5 separate regions of the Mus musculus genome follow, and all the other regions are linked to region 5. Evidence: chromatin contacts called from public HiChIP or PLAC-seq and promoter capture Hi-C data. All regions are on one chromosome and are shown on one strand. The core of a region is the stretch at or near the end of the contact, and the rest is flanking DNA. Distances in the headings are between cores, read along the strand shown.

Region 1 (2,700 bases), core at 184-2,683, 3.0 Mb before region 5:
CAGGCCCAGAGGCTCCAGCAAGGGCGCCTCCATATGCGGAACTCTCGCCCAATCCCTGAGCAGCCTGACATCCCGTGACAGCCGGGGAGCCTGTTTGGAGAAAAGTAGAGAGGGAGCCCGCAAGCTGCGCTGGCGGAGGGCGCTGGAACCTGGCTGTTCCGGAGAAAATGTCTCCTTGGCAGCTGCTGCCGCTGTCCTGTGGTCTGGCTTCCCCGGGCTGGGTCGGCGCGCGGGGAGGGGTTGGGGGCGACCGGGGCGGTGTCGGGCACGGGCGTTTCCCCGCCCAGGTCCACACCGCCTCGGCAGAAAGAAAAACCAGGATCCCGTGTGCGCCGGGGTCGCAGGGCTCGCCCTTGGCTCGGGCTAATGACAGCAGGCGGTTGCCAAGCGTGGCCCTGCGGAGCCTGGCTGAGCCCCGGGTTCCCAGGGCGGGTCGGAGTGGCATCTGACCTGGGGTAGGTTCATGCACACACAGATCGCACGCCCTCTCCTGCAGCCCTTGGTTTTGCAGTCCCCACGCCCCGGGCCTCGGACCCGCGACCTCCGTGCGAAGCCACCAGCGTGCAAGTGCCGCGGGAGGGAACCATGTTCACCTTGCCATGCACACATCTACCCCCACGCCCTGTGTCACTGCCCAGCCGAGCCTGCCAGCCTCCCCGCCCGCGATGCCCTGCCCTGCCCTGCCCTGCCCTGGCCTCTCCTGGTGCGCCCCACACTCAACACCACGTAACTCCCTCCCATCCCGACGCCGGCCACCCCAGAGCAAGCCTGGGGGAAAAAAAAAGAGAGAGAGAGATGGGGTTTTCCTGTGAGCAAATATATCTACCTGGATCGAATTCAGGGATCCGAGCTTGGTATTCAGCTCCGACTCTCATCCCAACATCTGCAAAGCAATGCCAAGATATATGGTAAAATGGTAATAAATAAGGAGAGGAGAGGGGAAGGGCAAGGCAGAGACTCTCCAGCCGCGGGAGCGCGGGCGAGGCCGTGGCCGGGTGGGGGCGGGGAGGCGCGGGTCGCGGGCTGCGGCGGCACCGGGAGTTCCGGCGGCCGCGGCTCGGCTCCGAGGGGGAGGAGGGCGCGGGGAAGGGGGCCGGGCGGACGGGCGGGGGCGGGGAGCGCGGCGAGGTACCCCCGTGCTCGTCGTCGCTGCTGCAGCCGCTCTCGGGCTCCGAGAAGTGCAGCCCGCCGTTGGCCGAGGAGCCGCCGCCTCCCGCCGGGCTCTTGGCGCCGCCGTTGGCCGATCGGCTCTTCCCCAGTAACTCGGGCCCTTTCTCCATCATGCCGGGCATGGTAGAGGAGGGGGAGAGGTGGCGTCAGGGAAGGGGGAGACGGCTGGCGGGCGCGGGCGGGAGCGCGGAGGAGGAGGAGGAGGTGTTAATATGGAGCCGCCATCACCGCCCCGGTCGAGCCGTAGCGCAGTCGCCCCACACCGGCCCGCCCCGGCCCCGCCTCCCTCCCCTCCCCCGCCGCCGCCGCCCCGCGCCGTGCCACCCGGCCGAGCGCCCCTCGTGGCCGCGCGCTCCTCACTGGGCGGCCGCGATCACTCCGCCCTAGGGAGGTTCCGGCCGCGGGGCGGAGAGACCAGAGGGCCGGGACCCCGCGCGTCCCCAGCCGGCCGGTTCCCGGGCGCTCGAGGGCCGGGAGACGATGTGGAGGCCCCGGAGGCGGCATGGAGGGCGGGGAGGCGGCCTCTGCCCTGTCTCAGCTGAAGGAATTTGGCCTGCTGAGGCGGGGCCGCGGGGCGGGAGCTGCTCCCGTGACCGGGAACCCGGGATGGCGGTCTCAGGAGCTGCTCCGGTGAGGAGCGGCGGGGATGGCGGCCTTTGACAGGAGCTATGAGGATGGCGGCCTTGGACCGGAGCAGCTCCGGTGACGCGGGCAGGGGTTGGCGGCCTCAGACAGGAGCTGCTCCCGCGAGGTGCGCCCCGGGGTAGGAGCTGGGTCCTCCGGTTGGAGGCAGGATCGGTTCACTCCGGAATGAGACCGGCCCTAAAGACCTGGCGAGGCAGCTCCTCTCTGCTGTGAGGTCCGAGAGGGACTGAAAGGGCAGTATTTCCACTTGGCTCTTTCCCTTTTGCTGTCTAAGAAGCGAATGCCACGAGTGGGGAAATAAATAACCGAACTCTACCTTCCCCGGGCCAGTGCTATCTGGGTCGACACTGCCTGGGGTGGTGGCTCAGAGCAATTCTGGAGAGGGTGGAGAGAGAAGTGCTCTGCAGAGAGGTGCTGCTGCTGCAGAGAAAGGTGAGGCCAGCTGCCTTCTGGCAGTTTGCACCCAGTTGAAGATTGGCTGGACTGTATTTCTTCCCCAGATTTAAGGATATTTGCTTATGACATACTGTCTGGGCAAGGAGGACGATTTGTGTCTCAGGAGTAAAGGGGGGGGGGAGTTGCTTAATATACAGATGTGTGTCCTGCAGAATTTGGGGGTAACAGTAAAATTACCTTGAAGGTTAAAACTGTTCTTTGGAATTCTGTTACTGAGAAATAACAGACCTACTCAAGAATTCAGCCAAGAAAACTCTGGGATACAAGAATTAGGCCGGTCATCTGTCTAAAGGAGGGAGTATTTTGTCCGGGTGGAGAAACAGTACTGGTACTGGAAATAGTTGATTTTTAGCTCTATATGTGTCCATTAATTTTTGAACCACAACTCAACCTCCCCTCCCGTTTTATTTTTTGAGACAGGATTTCTAT
Region 2 (2,700 bases), core at 80-2,579, 2.0 Mb before region 5:
ATACATTAACTCACAGACAAAACAAAAATCCCTATGAGCTTTTCAGCAAATATTACAGTCTCATCTCTTGAACCAAGCCGGGCATGAAACTTAAATAAAACAGTTAACCAAGCTATGGTTCTAATTGACATCAGCTGCACGTGGAAAGAAAACTGACTTTTCAAACAAAATTTCAGGTTATGAGTTTTAACTTACATCTCAGACATCAGGTTTCATGTTGCATGATGTAAGAGGAGAATTACAAGCAAGTGTCACTGTCTGAGTCTCCGGGCCCCTTGTCCATTTTATACTGTGTGAAGCCTTTCATGCACAAGGAGCCAGCACTCTGATGAACCCCTTCCACAGAACTTAAGACAGTGTCATGGGGTAGTTTCCAACCATAGCCTCTCTCATCACATGGTAATTTCTACAGCTGTCTCCATCACTTACAACCAATTGGGTAGCATTACTAAAATCACAGCTCACACCCAAAACAGAGAAACACGGGGATGCAAACCAAACTTTACGTTTACACCCAATCTTAAAGGTAACAACCCAATTCCAACTACTATAAAGAAAAAAAGCATTACCAGCTGACAAATCTGCGGCTTGGCTTCCTTCTTGGAAACCCTAAAATAGAAATAGATAACATTAAACTTTAGCTGCTAGTTCGTAACAATCACGAAAAGGCATAATGATTCTGCTTTAAATGAATACCAAAAAAAAAAAAAATGTCCAATACAGGATAATATCCAGTCAGTGTAAAAAATGAAATTCTGCATGCACAAGGGCAGAGATGATCAGCAGACAAAAGGGTAACAGACAAGAGAGCTCAATGACATCTCTTAAGAAAGGATAAGTCAGAAACTGGCTTTTAACGGCACACCGGGGTTCACCTCTCAGGGCCAACTTTATCTCCCGACCTCCCGTCCTGTTTTTGGAGACCCTTACGCGGCCCTGGCTGGGCTAAGCTGCGATTTCGCGCCTGAGCCCGCGCGTGCTCGGATGACAGGCAGCACGGCCCGCGGTCTCAGCAGGTCCCGGTGCAGAGCGCACCTCCGCAGCGGGGTTCCCGTCCTGCACCGACCGGACCCGGCTCAACTCGGCCGGAACCAGCCCTCCCGGCGGCCCGCGCACCCCGACCTGTCGTAGAAGGGGTGCTCCTCGCCGAAGTCGCGGAGGTGCTTCTTCTGCTTCTTGGTCATGGTGCTGAGCATCTGGCTGCGGCCCCGGTTCCGGCGTTTGCCCATAGCGGAAACGTCAAGCTCGCCACAAACAAACAAACAAAACACAAGGTTCCCAGTGGCAAGTTGTCGCTGTCGCACGTGGGCACGCTGGCTTTACGGCGGAGGCGGGAGCCGTAAAGCAAAGCTGCTTTACGCCCAGAGAGTACGACAGGCGTTACACCCTCTGGTCGCTATACTGCCCCCTGCCGGAGCGCCTCTAGCACATAGGCGTGTCTACGCATGCGTGATCGGAACACCAGCTCCTAGGGCTGCAGGGACTGGCTGTCTTTCCGGGATGGAGTGGCTTGCTTTGTGCTTATCTTTTACCTTTTTTTTTTTTTTTTTTTTCTCCAAAATTGAGGAGGACGAGGTTGGTGGTCCTTTGTCCCTCTCCCAGGAGCTAAGAACTGAACCCAGGACCTTGCACTGGTTTTCAAGCACTAAGCGAAATCCACAACCGCGTGGTTCGCTTTGATATGTCAATGTATGCTAGCAGAAATGGTTGAATGCTACTCAGAAGAATAAGGACCATCGCTTAAGGGTGCCCGCACACCCCACTTAACGGCACACTGTCCAGACGGATCTAGCGAGTCAGTCTGTTGAGAAAGATGCAGACACCGATGCTTAGCAAGAAAGATCATTCATTAGTCTCTGGGAGTATGTGAGGTGATCCTCTCCTGACATTGCTTCTTTAACAAAAGCAGAAACACACAAGATAAAGTAGGATCTTGTATGTGTTATCACCCAAACGAGTGAAACTGTACATTTAAAGTTGATGTGTATTAGCCTGAGTGTGAGTAATAGCCTAAACGGGCCAGGGGCGTTGCTCGCTCATATGTAGGGTGCTTAGCCAAGGTACTTTTCAAATCCTGGGGTTTGATCTTTAACACTGAGCAAAACAAACCCACACAGCAAATAAACTAGTGGTGACTCACACCTGTGATCTCAGTCCCCGGGAGGCCGAGGCAAGAGAATGAAGTGTTAGAGACCTTTACTTAAAAAATAAAATTGAGCCGGGCATGGTGGCACACGCCTTAAATCCCAGCTCTTGGGAAGCAGAGGCTGGCAGATCTCTGTGAATTTGATGTTACCCAGGGAAAATAAAACAAGACCCAACTTCTCTAAATAAACAAAGGAACGAACAAAAATAGCTGAGGCCTGTATTTCAAGGACACACAGCAATAGGTGAGGCTGTTTGACACCACACAAAGACATACTTCCCTTCAAAACTAACCGAGGTTCAATGTAAACAAAGTACTAGCTCCAGCTTAGACTCAAAGCACAACTGGAGACATCGAAACATCTTTCTGTGGAAGAGTAGGGGTTTACTCAGGTCCACCTGTCCGCCCTCTGTTCCAGGGTCATCTACTACTAATAATTAGGGTGGGAGTGGGAAAGCCAGTGGTGGTGGGGGACAACCCCCCCCCCCCAGCAAAAAAGTATCAAAAGCCATGCAAACAGAAAGGGTGGTAGCCAGCACCTGGCCTGGCCTAGG
Region 3 (2,700 bases), core at 90-2,589, 2.4 Mb before region 5:
CCAACCAGGGCCTTGACCTCACCTTCAGCTGGTGACTCTCCAAGAGAAAGCCAAGTAAAAACCAGGTAAAGCCTTTGTCCCCAAAGAAGGCTCCAAACCCCAGCCCCTAGCATAGACAATTCATTGGTGCTGGTGGCCTTGAAGGGTCTTGGAGAACACAGCTTGTCTTTCTGGGGTGCTGTCAAAACAACACATCCATCAGAACTGTCCTTAGCCAGCACATAAACCATCCTACGGGGAGAGAAATCACAGGGAAGTCGGAACATGAAGAATAGAAGCCAGAAAGAATGGACTTCTAGACCCTGAGTGAAAGCGCACAGCCCTTCAAAGCTTTCCCTGAGCCGCGTCCTGTGGCACTGGAGCAGATGCTCAGCTCTACATAATAGAACACCACACTGAACGGAGCAGACACACTGCATAACGCTGTCAGTCCCCACACGTAGAAGGCCCTGATCTAAAAGCGGCCAATAGCTGTTGAATCTGGGGGAGGAGAGCCTGCATAAAAACTGGTGTCTCCCAGTCTTGCCACTGAACAGATGAGGGAAACTAAGTCCAGAGAGTTTCTGGAAAGCGAAAGAGATCTTTAAACTGAGAACTGGGGCTCGGTGGTTAAACATTTGCTGCACGGGTTTGTTGGCCCAATTTCAACACACACACACACACACACACACCACGAAGAAAACAGAAATCTCTGAGCTGGGCCGGGTGGGGGCGTGGGGAGGGCCTGTAGGCGCCCTTCCTGCAGGGAGCAGCAGGGTTCTCGGTTCCCGGGACTCCGTGCCTTTGTGTCGCCGCCCTCCAGCACGCGGACACGGACACGGGAAGCGGAAACGCTATTGCGTTTCTCCCCCACGTCAGCGGCGAGCCTCCCACGACCTGCTGCGGCACCCCAGCCAGCCCCCTGTCTCCGCGCAGGTTAAGTCGTGGCAGCCTTTGCAACCACAGGCCCCTGCACGGCCGCCAGCTCCACGCGCGCCCGCCGCCAGCCCCCGCGCGCCCTCTGACCCTGCGGGGCCTCACCACCCACGCCCCCTCCTGCTCTCCACGCGCGCCCCCGATGCACGGCTTTTCCCCTGTCTGTCTCGCGCGGGCGAAATCACCTGGATCGCAGTGTGCAGAGCTGGGCGAGCGGGAGAGAAGGCGTCCCTGCACCCCGCCGCGCTGAGCCGCGGCCCGGGAGGGACTCGCGAGCACAGCGCGGGTCAGAGGCCGCGGGGGTGAGCGCCTGGCCTGAGATGTTGTGCCCGGGTTCCCGAACGCAGGATTGGCCAGGGCTCTGTACATTTACTGGAGCCGAATCATTACACAGGGTCCCACCAGAACCTCAGGCTCCAGGATTCTTCCGGTCCCCAAAGGAATGAGTCTGGGGCGGGGGTGTGTACGGCCTGCCCTGCTACAGGAAGATGACTTAGACCAGTGAAGGGCAGACTAAATAGAGCTGGAGAAATCTCTGCAAAACCGACTTTAAAATCATCTTCACTTCCACCTTCCCCAGCACCAACTAAAACAGCCGGACCAGGAGTGCCAGGTTGCCCAAAATAAAAACACAGGGTGCCAAGTTAATACTTTCTTGGTATCATATGGCCTTTGTTGTTTGGAAGACGTAATATACTTTCTAACAGTTCCTGGGGGTTGGAGAGATGTGGCTCAGTGAGTAAGGGTTTGCTATGCAAGTGTTAGGATCTGAGTTTAATCCCCACACTGAAGTAAAGAGCCAGGCATGGCTGGTGTGCCTGTAGCCCCGTCATTGAAGGTAGAGACTCTATCGAACCCCTAGATCCTGACCAGCTGCCTTAGTCTAAACAGGAAGCCTCCAATTAGAGGCTAATGCAGACCCTGCACCACAAAAATGAGGTGAGGCAAGAGGAAGATGTGGAAGCCTTGCTCTGGCCTCTTCAGGAGAGCACCCAACATGCATACAACATATATGTCTTGTATATTTGTAATAACAGTGTGCCTTGGTACCTGACAAGTCTGGTCACTGTAATAAAGCCCAGGGTTTGGCCCAGAAGGTGCCAAAGTGTTAGCTCTGCTCTGGGACAGTCAGAAGAGGTGGTCCTCTTCTGTGTCAGGTTCTAAATGGCCTGTTACTGTGGGTTCAATGCCATTTAAGTCTAACTCTTTTCTACATGTGCACAGTGCTCATTTGAAGACATAAAATAAAGTCAGGTTTGGCTAATGTAAATCAGAAACATCTGTGTAAGAGAAAATACTCCAGGCTTGTGACCCAGCTATACAGCCAAGACAGGAGGATCCGAAGTTCAAAACCAGGGCTACAGAGTGATTTTGACAAACTGTCTCAAAATGTAAAAGTAAGCATTGGCAGAGGAGACACAGCTCAGTGGTGGAGCCTTGCCTCACATGCAGAACACCCACAATACCAAAGCCCAAAGCAAGACTAAGCAATGAGCTGAAGAACGTGCCGGCGGGGAATATTCCAAGTGGTACTTCTTAGTACACGTGGATTTAAAACAGTTGATGGAAACATCAGAATCCAGTTGCACGTAGACAAGAGACTTGAGTGTGGGAGTGTATTTTGACAAAATTATCTTATATTCTAAGAGACTGGAAGCTTTGCTGGGCTTCTCGGGTGAAGTTAATAATATACATTGAGGTCACTCAAGACTACTTTCTAGTCGGCCTGTTTGTTTAACTTGCCTTTCAGAGAACAATGTAACAATGGGCTTTACTTGTCTTGGG
Region 4 (2,700 bases), core at 166-2,665, 2.1 Mb before region 5:
AAGGGTTGAACATGCTGTTCTGAACATCAACGATTACAGGTAGATTTTATTCTCCATCATCTTAGCAAATCATGTCAATGTGTCCCGTACTTAATCTCTAAATTGAAGTAAACATGAAACACACAGCTGAGTTAATTCTGGAGTTTGGTGGCTGGATCCTAAAGAAGCCCCCAGGCGTGTATACTAACAGAGACCAGTCACCTAAGGGAATTACTGTGCGAGGGGGAACACATTAAATGTAGGCAAGTAATGATTCAGCTACAGGTACTCTGTACAGGTCACGCAGGGAAGTTTTGGAAATCCTTTTTTTTGTACTGAGCTCATCTAAAATGGAAAACAAGATGCTGTAAGCATCACACCTGTGTGATACTAACTGCACAATATGCTCCTTAAAAGCAAGGCAAATTCCACTCCACTCCAACTCCATGCTCTCAGAATAAGAGGAAAATACACATCGGTACCACTTACCTTACCCAATTCGAATCAAGCTACTTGTGAAACATTTCTGTTGCCAATCTTCTGGGTGCGTTTGTCATAAATAGGCATTTGCCTCTCCCCGGAAAAAAGCAATTGTGAGGGTCAGATAAGAGGGTTGACCTCACGAAGATGTCCTGGCCCCCCTATACCCGTCAACCGAAGGGGACAGCGTGGTTATCATCGGCCCAGAAAGCCCGACAGGAGCAGCAGGATGAGCGGATCCCACAAGGGCAGCCTCCCGCTGCCGAACAGCACGGCGCTTCTCAATACCTCAGAGCCTCATTCACCTCAGCATCTCGGTATCTCAGCGCCCTAGTACCTGAGCATCTCACTCAGTACCTCAGCGCCTTAGTAACTGAGTCTCCTCAGTGCCTCAGAACCTCAGCGCCTCATTTACCTCAGAGACTCAGCACCTCAGTGTCTAAGTACCTAAGTCTCCTCTGTGCCTCAGAACCTCAGCGCCTCATTATCACCTCAGAGACTGAGCGAGTTGGCGTCTAAGTACCTCAGCGCCTTAGTACCTGAGCATCTCACTCAGTACTTCAGAGCCTTAGTACCTGAGCATCTCACTCAGTACTTCAGAGCCTTAGTGCCTGAGCATCTCACTCGGTACCTCAGCGCCCAAAGTGTGTAGGCCAGTGCTCGCGAGGGCCGCACGCCGCGCCTAGGCCGGTGTCCCGCATTAGCTTCCCTTACAGTCCGGACCCGCAACCCGCACCTCGGCCTCCTGGGCCCTGCGCTCGCTCGCGGGGCGTCTTCTCCGCGCATCGCTTGCCTTCCACTTACCTTCGATCGCCATGATGCGCTCGCCATGGACCGCACCAACCACGCAGGGAGAGCGGGGGTAAGTGCTGGAGCTTGCTCTTCTTAGGCCTCGGGCCAGAGGGGCGGGAACGCCCCGGGGCCAGGCAGCTGGGCCTCCAGGAGCTGGGGCGGGGCGGCGGGGTGGGGTCGAAGCTCCGGAGCAGGCGGCGCAGGAAGCGGAACCTTCCACGGTCGCGCACCGTCGGCACGTGACACCGCCCCGCCCCCGGCCCCTCTAGGCCCCGCCCCTCGCAACAACTATAGTTTGGCCCACAACCTCGACTTAACCCATTCCCATCTACCTTCCCAGGCCCCGCCCCCGAAATATCCACAACCCCGCCTACCACCCTGACCCGCCACGCCCGCCTCTTGCTGGCCACGCCCTCACCTCCCCCAACCCCCTCTCCCCCAGCCAGTGCAGGGTCTCAGGCGGGCGTTCCCAACAGGTGCAGACAGAGCAGAGAGCAGCCTCAGCAGCCAGCCTTCACCAGGCTTCCAGAGCGGCTGGACAAGCGGTCAGGACCACGGACAGGTCTCCGCACCCAGGAGGTGCCAGATTCCCTCTCAGCGAAGATCTATTCAGTTTGGTTTGGTTTGCCTGAACACTCACCTCAGATTTCAGCCAGCCAGTAGAGACAGCTTCGTGGCACAGCAAACCAGAAAGAGGGATCGTGAGGATAGTCTCTGTCTCTCCCTCCTTCCCTCTCTCTCTTCAGCCTCATTTCTAATGTGACCCAACTCCACAGGAGCCTGATGCCTCCTTGGAGGAACGAGTTCCCCATTTGTCTATGCATTGCAAGCACACATTTGAAGCCACACAATTGTAGGTGTTGCACAGACGTCTTGACAAAGGGCCTGAAATGCATGTCATGTACCCATTTTTAAGTTTGCAAGCCCTTGAGCATGTGAACACCCAAAAGCCAACCCCGAGCAAACTAGCTACCTAATCAGCCCCTCTCCACTGTTTATCCCGCTTCGTTTGGGTACTTTAAAGGCCGGATGGAGGAGCCTAGAAGGATAGGGGATTAGTGATTCTTCCTTGTGGAGAAGATGGTCACTCCTAGAACAGGTGGCTATATTAAGGACAGAAACAAAGAAGAAAATATTTTCCACTTATTATGTGAGGTTGGACTGTAATCTAGAGCAGAAACTGCCTTTCATTGCTTTTATATAACTTCTCCCTCAGTCGATTGATGCTCAATAGGCATCGATTCTTTAACATTTTTTTTCTACATTTGCTTATTTATTGGGGCAGGACCTTCGTGTGAAGGTTAAAAGACAGTTTGCAGAAGTTTGTTCTCATCACCATATGACCTCCAGGGATCAAAATCAGGTTGTCAGCCAGGCTTGGTAGCAAACATCTTTACCTTCTGAGACTTTTCCCTGACCCTGTTCTTTAATGTTTTGACTAGTCCAGTG
Region 5 (2,846 bases), core at 237-2,736:
CTAGCTACAATGGACCATGCATGATCCTCCTCTCTGGCACTCAGGAATGGATCAGTACTATGGTCAACGGGGAAAAAATAATATAATTTAAAAAATGAAACTGCATTTCATTTTGTTAATGTACTTTCCAATACATATTTTGATTTAACTTCTAGACTCAGTTATTTTCTTTTAAGTCTTAGCAGCATTAATTATGTGGCAGAGAGAGTCAAATAATATGTAACCAATAACTATATGTTGGAAAAAAATCATTTTCATTTAACTTTGGAAATACAATAAAAAACAAACAATGCAAAAGACTTCAAGGAAGTCTTTCTCTTAGAAAGTTCTGATTAAGGAGAAAGGAAAGGGAAATTAGAACTTTCATGGTGGGTAAAATGGGCACTCTATTTTGTTCTTAACCATCAGTAAAATTTAATATGTAAATTCTACAGTCTTTTCTACTTGCAAATATTTCATTGCACCTTGAGGCTTGCTAGCTTTTCAAATCTTACCTTGGAGTGGGAGTGGAAGGACCTTCCTTAAAGTGGAAGCTCAAGGGAGTTAATGAGGATTTGGGGTGGGAGATAAAGTACACAGTCTCACTGTGTGAAAACTGTATCCCTGGGCCTGTTTGTCTAGGCCTTCGGAGAAAGTGCATAGGGAATGTCTCAAGATAGAAATAAATTAAGGAGCTGAAATTGGGTTAGATATTTGATGGCACCTATTAAATACCAATACCACGAAAGACATCAATATCTCCATTTCACAGATAAGGAAACACAAAAATATTAACTTTCCTCATAACCAAATTCTAGGATTAGAAATTGCATCTCTCAATATTCCTGCAACCCCCTGCTCCCCACACCGTTTCTCTCACTACATTCAGCACAGAAAAGCACAGCGTACAGCTAATAAAGACAAGCAGCTGGGAGACCACGCGTTCCTGCCGGCTGCGTACGACCCAAGATCTGGGTAGAGGGCGCCCCACGCTCACCCATGGGAAAGGGGCGCTGAGCACTCACAGGCAGCCCAGACCAGCGTTGGAGTCTGCGCAGAGCCTATTTACCGCGGGTTCCCGGTGAACCGTGTGTCCGTGCTTCCCCAGGCCTCCCCGCAGCTCACCCAAAGTAAATGGCAGCAAGAACAGCAGCAAAACTTCTAGCTTGACTCCTCCCCGGCCGAAGGCTACAAGGAGCCACACCGGATCCAGAGGCTCTGAACTCCGAGAAGAGACCTCCATTCCCCTCACACCGTTCTCAAACAACGTTTTACGGCAAATGGTGTAGAAAGCAGTCCCACCCAGAAATGGCGCTGGGTTCCGGAATAAAACTTCCTCTAGCTGGGCTAGGCGCGGTCTTGTTTACTCCAAGCCCCTGGGATTTCTGTGGAATTACCCTTGGGAGATTGATTCAGCAATGCAGAAACTGGTTCAATACCTAGTAGGTCAGCTCCAGGAAGTTTTCCACTTGCAGGAACCTTCGACTCCAAAGAAAACAAGGCATTATGGGAACTCGGTTTGCATATAGCCCGGCCTTACTCCTTTTAAAAATCTGCAAGGGTGGAGCCTAACCCTAATCTGCAACAGTGAGCTGACAGTTGCATACCCTGTCTAGTATACAGTAAGAACCTATTTCCTTATGATGAATTCGGATGTAACGTGCCGCTGGAAACAAAAAATGAAAGGTAAAAACCATAGCTCTCATCTTAAAAGGATTAGGAGTTTATTCTGAAGCCATTTTGAGTGATCATGACCCTGGAACAATGATATGGTCACCCCAAATTTCATGGAAGCAGTTTCATAAAGTTTTTGTGGTTTTACAGAGCAGAGAAAGTCACAAATTAAGGCAAGTTTAAAATATATTGTTGGGTACATACAAGAAGCAGGTAGTGGAAGCTTTTCTATAGGCTCAGGATGACTCTAATGGCACTCGGCTTTTGTATTGGTAGAAGCTAGTTGCCTGATAAGTCAGTAGATTCTAAAAGGTTGTTTGTGGTTTTGTTTGTTTGTTTGTTTGTTTGTTTTGTATCTATTGTATCATGATGTTAGTTCTGACTTAGCCCAAGATAAGGTAATTATTGGTCTCTGGACCAGCAAAATTGCAATCTCTCCAGAGTACTGAAATTCTAATCAGCCAATAGTCTTTGCAGAAACAGTTAACTTTCAGGAATTTCCTTTCACAGTCAGACGCAGTTTCTTTCCGGAAGTTTTTGTTCACAACCATGTCAGTGCTATTCAGCCTAGACCAGGATAGTGCAGTAATGAATCAGGGAGCGAAGCCAGGCCTTGCCATCATCCAAGTGAGATTTGATGGCAGATGAACAATTAATAAGTTTTCAGAAATGGAATAAACAGGATTTGCACTGAATTTTAATTCCTTTCTTAATACTAATGAGAGAGAGAGAGAGAGAGAGAGAGAGAGAGAGCCCTACTCAGAGATTGGTGGTAGTGCTTCTAGAAATAACAAATATAAAGAGCCAAGTTTGGGGAATAGAATTAAGAACTCAAATATTCCAAGAGAGAAATAGGACATGCGAACAAACATGTCCACATTCTGTTTTCAGAACCTGTGATAGGTACTTTATACGGCAGGAAAAGAAATGGCTAATTAAATTAAATCAAGAACATTTAAGTGGGGAGGTAATCCTGTCTGCCAAAGTGGGCTTAATAACCCTAAGGAACCTTACAGGAACATAGTCCTAAATCAGAGAGGAAGAACAATGAGGGCAGAGATCAAAGTTGCTGCCTCCAGAGAGCAAATGATAGCAGCCTCTAAAATGTGGAACAAATAAGCAGATTCTTCCCCGAAGCTTTCATATGGAACCAGTCCTGCTAGCACTTTGGATTTAGAATTTAAGTTATTCTC

What was found. Promoter capture Hi-C pulls out the DNA fragments that hold promoters and counts their contacts. HiChIP or PLAC-seq counts read pairs in DNA pulled down with a chosen protein or histone mark.
Region 1: a contact with region 5 is called in an H3K27ac HiChIP or PLAC-seq map of extraembryonic endoderm stem cells, with 12 times the contacts expected there. The contact joins the promoter of Rcor3 here to the promoter of Cr1l in region 5. A contact is called at or near these places in 2 of 39 promoter capture datasets (embryonic stem cells and pre-B cells) and 2 of 115 datasets of contacts at active chromatin or transcription factors (astrocytes and extraembryonic endoderm stem cells).
Region 2: a contact with region 5 is called in a promoter capture Hi-C map of pre-B cells, with 5 times the contacts expected there. The contact joins the promoter of Utp25 here to the promoter of Cr1l in region 5. A contact is called at or near these places in 4 of 39 promoter capture datasets (erythroid cells, liver and pre-B cells) and 1 of 9 other capture datasets (liver).
Region 3: a contact with region 5 is called in a promoter capture Hi-C map of liver, with 5 times the contacts expected there. The contact joins the promoter of Hhat here to the promoter of Cr1l in region 5. A contact is called at or near these places in 3 of 39 promoter capture datasets (liver and pre-B cells).
Region 4: a promoter capture Hi-C map of embryonic stem cells shows a contact between it and region 5, with 4 times the contacts expected there. The contact joins the promoter of Syt14 here to the promoter of Cr1l in region 5. A contact is called at or near these places in 2 of 39 promoter capture datasets (embryonic stem cells and stem cell-derived epiblast-like cells).

What each region holds. Positions count from the first base shown.
Region 1 is chr1:192,136,607-192,139,306 of GRCm38.p6, forward strand. Rcor3 (REST corepressor 3) reads right to left here and starts at 1,434. Exons shown (of 12, transcript NM_001346740.1): 1 at 1,133-1,434; 2 at 827-883. The coding sequence starts at 1,292. Gm10516 (predicted gene 10516) reads left to right here and starts at 292. Exons shown (of 4, transcript NR_033536.1): 1 at 292-455.
Region 2 is chr1:193,128,922-193,131,621 of GRCm38.p6, forward strand. It overlaps Utp25 (UTP25 small subunit processome component), which reads right to left and starts at 1,330. Exons shown (of 12, transcript NM_145415.2): 1 at 1,123-1,330; 2 at 570-609. The coding sequence starts at 1,229.
Region 3 is chr1:192,769,880-192,772,579 of GRCm38.p6, forward strand. Hhat (hedgehog acyltransferase) reads right to left here and starts at 1,340. Exons shown (of 12, transcript NM_144881.4): 1 at 1,101-1,340.
Region 4 is chr1:193,034,360-193,037,059 of GRCm38.p6, forward strand. It overlaps Syt14 (synaptotagmin XIV), which reads right to left and starts at 1,416. Exons shown (of 8, transcript NM_181546.3): 1 at 1,264-1,416. The coding sequence starts at 1,276.
Region 5 is chr1:195,130,084-195,132,929 of GRCm38.p6, forward strand. It overlaps Cr1l (complement component (3b/4b) receptor 1-like), which reads right to left and starts at 1,487. Exons shown (of 10, transcript NM_013499.2): 1 at 1,105-1,487. The coding sequence starts at 1,222. It overlaps Gm32313 (a long non-coding RNA gene), which reads left to right and starts at 1,361. Exons shown (of 3, transcript XR_865921.3): 1 at 1,361-2,846.